2 separate regions of the Pan troglodytes genome follow, and region 1 is linked to region 2. A link is a contact called in public Hi-C data. All regions are on one chromosome and are shown on one strand. The core of a region is the stretch at or near the end of the contact, and the rest is flanking DNA. Distances in the headings are between cores, read along the strand shown. Region 1 overlaps ZNF608 (zinc finger protein 608). Region 2 overlaps LOC134810102 (a long non-coding RNA gene).

The links. Hi-C and Micro-C count contacts between places; a contact is called where the count stands out from the background.
Region 1: a contact with region 2 is called in a Hi-C map of stem cell-derived neural progenitor cells, with 7 times the contacts expected there. The contact joins two enhancer-like sites. A contact is called at or near these places in 1 of 7 Hi-C or Micro-C datasets (stem cell-derived neural progenitor cells) and 1 of 1 datasets of contacts at active chromatin or transcription factors (stem cell-derived excitatory neurons).

The regions. Positions count from the first base shown.
Region 1 is chr4:122,491,154-122,496,168 of NHGRI_mPanTro3-v2.0_pri, reverse strand. All of the region lies in intron 2 of ZNF608 (zinc finger protein 608), which reads left to right. Among named protein-coding and RNA genes, the nearest start is that of ZNF608, 9.9 kb to the left of the region's middle. Within about 2 kb of position 2,333, at least 7 of the 24 cell types and tissues checked have an H3K27ac peak or open chromatin away from gene starts, as enhancers often do. A contact at or near this core is called in stem cell-derived neural progenitor cells, where this site is marked.
Region 2 is chr4:122,161,599-122,166,610 of NHGRI_mPanTro3-v2.0_pri, reverse strand. The region is part of intron 1 of LOC134810102 (a long non-coding RNA gene); the gene reads left to right. Among named protein-coding and RNA genes, the nearest start is that of ZNF608, 340 kb to the left of the region's middle. Within about 2 kb of position 2,675, at least 9 of the 24 cell types and tissues checked have an H3K27ac peak or open chromatin away from gene starts, as enhancers often do. A contact at or near this core is called in stem cell-derived neural progenitor cells, where this site is marked.

The sequences.
Region 1 (5,015 bases), core at 1,084-3,583, 330 kb before region 2:
AATCAGATGTGGCTCGTGAGGGGCCACATGTGAAAACCAAAGGGGAGTGTATGTGTGTGTGCATTTTTTTTTTTTTTTTCTGGTTGGAAGGTTCACAGGAGATTCATAAGACTTGCTGTCACCGGTTAATTTTCATAGCATGCATGCTTAAATGTCTATTTTTGGTCTGTTTATTCTGTTTCTTCACTACACAAAGTCATGTAAAACATGATGAATTGGACCTTATGAAACCTAATTAAATCAATGAGTGTTCTACTCCTTTATGTGGAAACCACAAGTATGTTGTAAAAGTCGCCACTCCCTTAATACGTGAACAAAATCAAAACATGCCATAATTCTAAGATGTTTGAGCTATATTTCTGTAGCCCATTTTGTGGTTAAGCCACCAGTGACATGTCTGAATAAGTAGATTTGATGGGTTGGCTTTTGGTTGTTAAAACCTGCCTCTCCACCTTCCCCTCCTTTCTTGTGAAGCATAATAGCCTTGTATTAAAGCTCTTCTTTATGTATCCTCCTAGCCATCTTACAGTTTTGACTTATCAGATAGGGAGGCATTCAGCTGGGCTTTATAAATAAACAGTTTATATGTAAAGTTGATGGGTTTATTTGATTTCTGGAAAATTCAAAAATATATACAAAAACTCAAAAATCCTAAAAGTGGCTGATACTTAAACAGAAGTGAAAGGCACAGAGGTCATATAGTTGTGTCTCAATACCTATTCAGGGAAGAGAATTATTTCTGTAATATCATATTGCTTTCATTAAGATGGCCCTGGTCATAAAGGTGGTGTCTACAAATGGACCTGTCCATAAAGGATATCATTCATTTTATTTTATTCTTTTGTAGAGGCCTTTTTATACTTCACCAGGGAATTCTGGCACATTTTCTAAGTGAGTGTGAGCAGTTTAAGAACATATTTTGATTAATGAGTTTTGTGGACATTATGCTTTTTTTTTTTTTCAAATATAGTGTCCCATATGAATTCTGCCTAGAGTGTAGTGTATCTACTGTGAAATAAAAGGGCAGAGGGGTCACTTGCTATAATTAAAGAACAGAGTCCATTGTTGTTGGACAGCAAACTGTTTTGAAAGCTACATAAGAGATTTAGCTGTTAAAAATGTTGGTAACTAAGGGTGGCTTCCAATCAGCATTGATCCAGCTCCTTACTTTTCTATAGGCCTCCTCACAGGGTGACAGGGCTTTTTGAGGGAGGGGCTGCCCTTTCCCCAAGAACACATGGAACTTAGGTATTTGTGTAATCAGACCCATCACTGAATTCTGACTTTGGGGTGTGAAATCCGTTTGCTTTGCTGGAGAGAGAAGGAATATGCATAACTGATCAAGATTGTCCTATAGGAGATAAATAATGTTTTGCAACTTTTAATAACTTTGCAAATAGTCTGTAAAAAACGGTGGGGGGAGGGATTGATAGTCCAAATGTCATGAAGTTAAGAATGCTCTTCAAGTGAAATTGCTTGGCTGCAAGATGGTTTTAATTAGACTGTTATAAAGACTTATTTTTCCTAAGCAGCATTTTATAGTTAGTAAATGAAATGTATGCCGAAAGTGCTAAGCAGAAATCTCCCTAACCACAGAGGTGTTCAATAACCAGATTCAAACAACATGGAAAGTACCATCTGTTCTTCGTTTTCAGCATGAAAAAGAGGGATTGAATGGCTGTGATTTGCTCCAATTTCGACGGTGTCTGTGTGTGCGCGTGTATTTTTTTTTAATTTAAAAAAGTTCACCTGGTACTTCATAGAAACTTGAAATTGCAGTAATATGAGCAACACTGTGAAAACACATGTTCCTGCATTTATTTTAACCAGTTCCACTTTTATTTAAAAGATTTCCAGAAGCCCAGCCATTGAACACTTTATAATGGTTATACAGTTCCTGCAGGCAATCACAATGAGCGGTCAGCTTTTCCAAAGAGCTGACTATTTAGTCAGTACTTGAATTATTCTGTCAATTTTCCCCCTGGAGGCAAGGAGGGGAAAAGGCTCTCACGCCAACTCTGGTCAGCGTTTATCAGTTAATCTAATTGTGTGTGATATTGCTGTGGACTGGTGTTTACTATACATAGACCTTGCTCTTGTTCAGAGCTGTAAGTTAGGATTGTTGATAATGAGGAAAATATCCTTTTAAGGAAGGGTAACTTTTGAGTCCTTGACTTTTAGACACTAAGAATCTTGGTTCTGGGTTTAGTTAGAGCCCTGGGTAAAACATTATCCGGCCTTTGTTTGAGGTCTTTTATTGAAGCTAATGACTGGGCTTGTGCCTCCCTGAGATAAATGACATTATCTCTGAGTGGCCTGACAGGAAACAGACATGTTAATGGTGAAGCTGCGGGGAGGATCTGCTTGGGTTCTGACAAAAGAGTCGAGAAAGGGACCCCTGGTTGTGGTCATTAACACATAATGCATTCTTGCTCTTCCTAAGAGGCCCTTGATAATTGGAAAGCTATTTTAGCCACAAGCACTTAAATCATAAATCTACTACTCCTAGTTCTTTGCATTCTTAAAAGTAGCAAAGTAATGTGCTTTTTGTTAACAAGTGTGTGATCTGCTTTTTTAACGTGGTGGCAGCTCTAGGCTGCCTGGGTAATGACGTGTGGGAGAGCTGCACGTTGAATTGTTTTTATCAGTTGAGATCCTTCTTTGTCTTTCAGCATTGCTCAGCCACCCCTCTACTTTAATGAAGTGAAAAGTGGGTACAGAGCTGAAAATAAGTCATTTTTATGCTTGAAGATGTCTTGTGGGAGGGGGATAAAATCTGTTTCATAAGATATTGTGCAGTGATTTGAATGTGATGAAACCTGACTCGGAGTGTATGTTTTCAAAAGTCATGAGTATAATTGAGTTTCAATGCAGTTTAAACTCTCTGCTTCTTGAAGGAAGATAATTGCCACGTTGAACACACTCTAGAGGTGTAGAAGAGGTGGCAGGATCATGTTATTCTATTCTTTAATATTAAGCACTGGAAGTTTTTCATAGTAATTACTGCAGCACAACATAGTTTTGATTGCCAGCCCTCTGAACTTGCCAGCAATCTGAACATCAAGGGTTTTGCTTGAATACAAAACAGTTTATTCCTAAATTACTTGTATTACATTCCTGTGTTATATGGAAGTCAGAACTAAGGAAATACTGGGCTATCCTTGTTAGCAACATCTTAGGGAAAATAACCTTTCTTCACTAGGATTCTTGTTGATAAATGATCATAATACTCTCCTAATGTAGTCATTGAAGATTAAAGGGATGGAGAACAGGTGAGCTCCCTGCCTCAGTGATGACTTAGATTGTCATTAGAGAGTAAGTAATATGTGTATGATATTGGTGCCCTGTAACTGGTATTTCATAGGTGTGTGTATATAAATGTTGTAACTGCATATACAGATGTTGGATTGGGAGTATTTAGTTAGTATGGGCTGTATTCTTTAAAAAATGTTCACTGTTGGTTTTACGTTCCACTCTGTTGCAGAATATATGGACCTCTCCCTCTGTGTCTAATTCTTTCTCCCAACTGCAGTTTCACTAGTGACTACTTGCTCCCTGTCACAAGTTCTTTTTAATTTAAGCTCAAGGTTTTGGCAATGGGAACAAAGCCTTTGCAACTGAATGAAAGGTTGTTAAACTATTCATAGTTGATTGACCAGCAGTTGGGCTGTTTGTAATGTTATTTTGAGAGCTCAAAGGATATGCAACCTCTTGCATATCCAAAGTGAGACTTTGCTCCTAAAGCTGAATTTTGCATATTTGCTAAATTTTTCTTAGAAATACCTTTGGGAATGTAGTAGAAAAGATGATGGGTTTTGCCTTAAGAACTGAAATGATCACAAAGCAAATACTTATATTTTGCTAGGTCTGTGGGCCTTGAACCACAGGGATCCCATCTGGTATTCAGAAGGCTTTTCCCCCCAGTGAAACTAAATGAAAACTTAAAGGTATATATTGTAATCGTAATAGAGAACTCAAAGGAAAAGGTGTTTCAGTTAGAACAAATAGGTTTGAAATGATGAACAAATACTTCTGTGGATTTTTCAAAGCCACTTACTCTTCTTTCTCATTTCCACCCCCCGACCTAGTTTGATTATTATTCACTGTGACTATTCCAACCCAACTACTGAGCTTTCTGCCTCCTGGGAATCCTCATTGTCAGCTAGCACCTTAAGAAAAATGTGTCTACAGGGACATTTAGGCATATTCCAATAATAATGCCACATGAATGTAGCTTTTACAGTTTAAAAAGCAAGTAAAAATATATTGATTATATTTTGTGTTGTACATAATGATTTCAGAAAGCAGATATTTAGGTTGTGGAATTGGCTTATTATGCTAACCAGAGAGCAGATGGCATGGTGCCACAGACGTATAATTTTACTTAAAGGGACTTTTAAGGTTTTGATGTGTTTTCTTTTCCTCTTATTTCCCTGATGGCTTCTTTTTATTGAAGGGTAACTTAAGGAGACCTGGTAGCAATTTTACTGCCTTCCCCTGACAGTTTGAAATAATAGCTTGGTCTTTGGTTGCACTGATCTTCTACCAGTCAACTCGATTCTGGTTTTTGTCATGTGGCAGAGAATTTTTAAAAAAAGTGTTAGTAGTATGTTTTAAGAAGTGGACTCTTTTATATGCCTCAATTAGCAACAGACGACAAAGTTCCAATTGGTCACACTTTCATAAACTCCTGGAAGTCACTGTTTGTCCTTTTGATTAAAGAAAACTCCTGGTTTAGTTTCTTAGGGAAAGCACATCTGGCCCTCTGGCCGCTTTTGGTACACCTTTTTGTCCTTCGCATTAGTCACTGAAGGTTCAAAGGTTGTGTCTAAGTTGTTCCTAGTTAGGTTAGAAAATTTTCCCCATGCTGGAGGAAATGTACTTTTTTTTTTTTTAAAACTACACTCATCATGTGTTTGGATTCAGCTGGCATAAAAGTACCTTTTGTTTTTGTACCTAGATTTTACAGTTTTATCCATTATTCACCTCAGACATCATCAGGATGAGTTGGAAAG
Region 2 (5,012 bases), core at 1,426-3,925:
AATGGTGCTACTAAGGCCCTGGTAAGTTGTTGCTGTTATTATTATTTTTATATTCCTCTGCTGATTATGGCACCTTAGCCAGGAGCAGTTCTAATTTGCAAATAAACTTGTATTTAGTAAATATTTGCTTCATGTATATGCATAGAAAAAAAATAAATCCAGCAGCTTAATTTGAAGATCTGGATTTATACCCTAGCTTTGCATAGAAGCCTTGGCATTGGTAGATTAGAAGAGCTCTATCTTTGAGATCTGGACATTTTTCAAGCTAAGTATATAGAACAAGCTCAGAATACACAAGGGCAACTGTGTTTAAATCAGATGGAGAATGCTACTTCACAGAATTAGCTGATTGCCCGTGAGCAAGACAGGTTTTGATTTTTCCGTAGTTGAACTGCCAGGAAGAATTTGAGAAGTTGAGAAAACTGAGTTAGGTGATGGTATTTTTCAGCCATTTTATAAAAGTATGGCAAGACAAAGAGTTTTTTAAAAGACATATTTCAAGATGGGATGGGGTCAGATTTTGTTTAAAAAGCTTATTTGCCAAAAACCACAAAGGCTTTTTTGTTGTGATGTCTAATTTGGAGCTTTTCAGTATTTCTATCTGCTGATGCAAAGAATATTTGCATTGGTATACAGAATGGTTTTATATGTTATTCACAAGTCCAGCTGACAGTTTCCAATGCAAATCAAAGTATTTGTACTTGCAAAAGACACCCACCTGCAGTCTGAGGATGATATAGCAGAAGGCTGGAGAGTTCTAATGTGTATTTATATTTGAATTTTCACCTCCTTGTTCTCCAGTCTCAGTACAGACACCGCTTCTGTCCATCCCTAATTCTGTTAATTCTGTTCATCTCCTAGCCTGAAACACCTGTGTCTTCTTTGTCTGCTCCAACCTCTCCCACTTTTCCCTACTTTAGCTTCATCCTGTTAGTGGCAGAACCTACAGACTCCATAATTTCTGCCTCTCACATATACTCCTCCTTTCTATTCTCGCTGTCTGCTCTGTAATTCCTACTTCTGTTCCTCCTGTCTAGACCATGACCACAGCCTTCTCACGGTACTGCCTTCAGCCTTTCCCTCTTCTAATATGTTCTCTATATATTCAATTATTTTTCCTGAAGTGCAGTTTTCATATGGTCATCCCAGTTTGCACAACACTTCAATATCTCTTGCTGGCTACTTAACTAAATGTAAATCCCTGGCTGCAATATGCAAAACCTTGGTGTATTTCTAGTACATTCCGAGGTTTCTTCCCCACTGGTTCTGAGGCTGCCTGGGTTCATGCTGCACCCTCCTTCTGAAATGGCTTCTCAGTTCCTCTTTTGCCCATTTGAAGCCCTACCTATTACTGAACCAAATTTCAAATAATAACTTCTAGCTTGTCCCTGATTATCACTATACAAATTTATTGTATATTTTAGTGGAATTTTTATTTTACAGATGCATGTATACTTGCATTTCCCCCTAGAGTAGGTTCTTTGAGTGCAGGGTCTATGCACACTCTTAGATCTATGAATATCTCCTACATTTGGCATATTACCTTGAAGATGGTGGTGATTTAAATATATAAATTAAGTTCAATAATTTGTGAAGCTACTATTTTCTCTTTTTTTAAATGCAGATAGAAAAAGTTCTTGAAGCATATATCCTAATGTGAGTGTCCATGAAATGAGTAAGCATAGTATGTTTTGGTATCCCTGAGCTGTATTCTGTATCATAGGGTAGAAGAGGTGGATTCCCCCAACACACACACACACACACACACACACACACACACACACACACACACACCATGTAATTATTATTTGGGCCTGAAATGAAATGCATGGCTTTATTTATGGAGAGGCCTCAAGGTGAAAGGATCCAGTCAGGCAGTTTAAGATTACCCTTAGCAATATTTATCTATGACTATGTAACAAATTAACCCAAATCTTAGTGGTTCAAAATAATAAACATTTATTATCTCACATAACTCTGTGGGGCTGGAATATGGGAGGGGCTTAGATGGTGATTCTGGCTCAGGGTCTTTTTTTGAGATTGCAGTCAACATGGTAGCTGTGTGTGGTTGCAGTCATCTGAGGACTAGACCAAGGCTGGAGGATCCAATTCCAAGGTGACTTACATGGCGAATTAGTGCTGGTTATGGATAAGGGGCCTTAGTTTCTCACCATGTGGTCACTTTTGTTGGGCATCTCGAGTATCTACTGGCATGGTGGCTGGCTTCTCCCAAAGTGAGTGATCTGAGAGAGAGAGGAGGAGACAGAAAGAAAGAGAGGGAAAGAGAAAGAGAGACAGAGAGCAAGCTAGAAGTGGTAATGCCTTTTATGACTTGGGCTGGGAAGACACACACTGTCATTTCTAAGTGATACACTTGCTCACATGGTCATCTATATTCAAAGTGGAAAAAAACTACATAAGGGCATGAATATAAAGAGGTGAAGACCACTGGGGGCTGCCTTAGAGGCTGGCTACCACTGCTCAGTAATTATTGTCCAATTATGTGTTTGGGACCCCAGCAGAAAGAGAAGTTTGTTTCCTTCTCTTTAATTTCATGGAGTTTGGTGGAGCCTAAGGAACTGGACGTCAGATACGAATTTCCAGGCCTGGTCTTCTGGGAGGCTGCCTTACATTCTCCCCTGATTCAGTGATGCATAACTAGTGAGACCTTGAATTCTGGGCCTCTCAATCACTTTTGAAAGAATGCAGCAGCCTCACAATAAGGGCATAGCCATGAATGGATTTTGGACAAGAATTTGATTGAACGTTTTAAAATAAGTCCTGATGCTGCCAGAATGCCCCAAGTACTTTTGACTTTTTTGTAGGGTTGATTTCTTTCAAATGGAAGGTATTTGTCTTTCCCTTTGGAAACAAATTCTTTTAATAAGTATCTGGATTGGCTTCAGTTATTTACTCGGCACTCTTTCAGCTGCAAGTTGATGATTAGATACATTCCATTTCAGTGACACACACATTTGAAAGGATTCATGCTTCTAATCATAAAAAGATAAAGTTTTTTTCTTTCCTAACATCTGGAGTCTGATGAATAATTACTATAATTAAACAAGAGGCCATTGTATATTTGGGTATTTTTTAAGCTTCAAACGCCTCTCTGTGTGCAAGATTCACGTTACGCACTCTTTGTTCTAAAGCATTCTACTGTGTAGTGCTCACAATCAACTGAGGCGCCTTAGTGGCTGGTGTTAAAAGTAGGTCACTGTGGCCTAATCTTTATCACTCCCTTATTCTGCTTCACCAAACCCTTAGGAAGTAAACCCACTGCTCCTGTCAGGATTTCATACTCTGCCTCCCTACACCTCATGGCATGGAGGGCAGGACACTGGCCGGTCACCTGGGAGGTGTTAGCTCCTCTCCTTAAACTACTATTCCTGATTTAATGATACCACGTTGAAAAGTAATGCCATGCCAATGACTGTTAAGATGATTAAGGATACATTTTAGAGGCAGCAACGTGAGATATAAAATTGAAACAACCTGAGGTCAGGTTTGCAGTGAAAGTGTAGTACCTTATAATTTTTAGATGCCCATTTCCCATCAAGTTTTGCCAGCCCTGTCACCATCTTCTCACCTGGTCTCACCCCCAAGACTACTTACCTTGACATTAGAACATGTTCATTCTTTTGCTGAACTCTGGTGCTCTGCTAAGGCAAACTGACCTTGCACTGGATCTATCCAAGAACTTACTTCTTCCTGTGGACTTGGTACCCATCTTTCCGAGAGAAGACATGGAAATAAACCTAATTACTTAGAGCCTGGAAACTCTGCAAGCATCTGAAATCTTCATGTCTCTTTGAGTTCACCATTTTTTAAACTCCATAAGTGTTTATTTTTTGATAGGTGAAAACTTATAAAGAATTCTGCAGGCTTTTATGAAGAAATTGCTTTATATTTCCTAATATTCCTTAAATACCTTGTGCATGGTAGGTGGTAATAAATTCTTAACAGTTTGTTGTTTGATACTCATGTTTGGCTTATTGGATCATGGTGCCAGAGGCAAAAATAACTAGAAGGAGGATAGTATTTAGTAAAGCAAGACAAAATTAAGTTTTATTTAAAAATTATTATTATTATGATTGTGGTAAAATACACATAACATAAAATTTGCCATCTTCACTATTTTTAATTGTGTAGATTGGTGGTATTAAATACGTTCATATGTTATGTAACCATCAACATCATCAATCTCCATAATGCTTTTCATTTTGTAAATCTGAAATTCCATACCCATTAAGCAATAACTCCCTATTTACACCACCCCCCAGACCCTGACAACCACAATTCTATTTTCTGTCTCTATGGTTTAGACTACTTTAAGTACCTTTTATAAGTGGAATTATGCAATATTTGTCTTTTTGTGACTGGTCATTTTTCTTAGCATAAAGTTGTCAACCTTTATGACAACTTCTTCCATATTGTAGCATAGGTAAGAATTTCCTTCCTTTTTAAGGCTGAATAATCCAAATTAAGTTTTGTAGCCTGATAAAATACTGACAGGTTGAACATCATAGAAAACCCTTTATAAAATCTGTATTTAAATAAATAATTTCCATTCTATAGAGTGTAATGTTGCGCTTATTAAAAGAGAAATAATGATAAAAACACGCATTTGATGTACAAACATTCTGCTTATGGCATCTTGAAGAATTTAGGACACAGTCACATTCAGGAATTACAAGCTAATGAGCATCTTCACCTCTTTTCATTCACTCTGAAGAGGTTTCATGAAAGTCAGAAGACTTTCAACATTGGGAATGTTGGAATGAAATGTGCTTTAGTATTTTTAATTTTTTTGAATAAAATAATCCAGGTGAGGTTAATTAATGCATACACTCAGCCTAATCAAGAGAAATCTATTGGGATAATGAGCATTTTGGTGACTATTGCAAAGAAAAAGGTGCTTATTTCTAAGGCAGAAAGAAAATATATTTTCATAGTTAATATATACATTAAAATTGTATGTACTTGCATATTAGATAAACACAGTGTTAAAG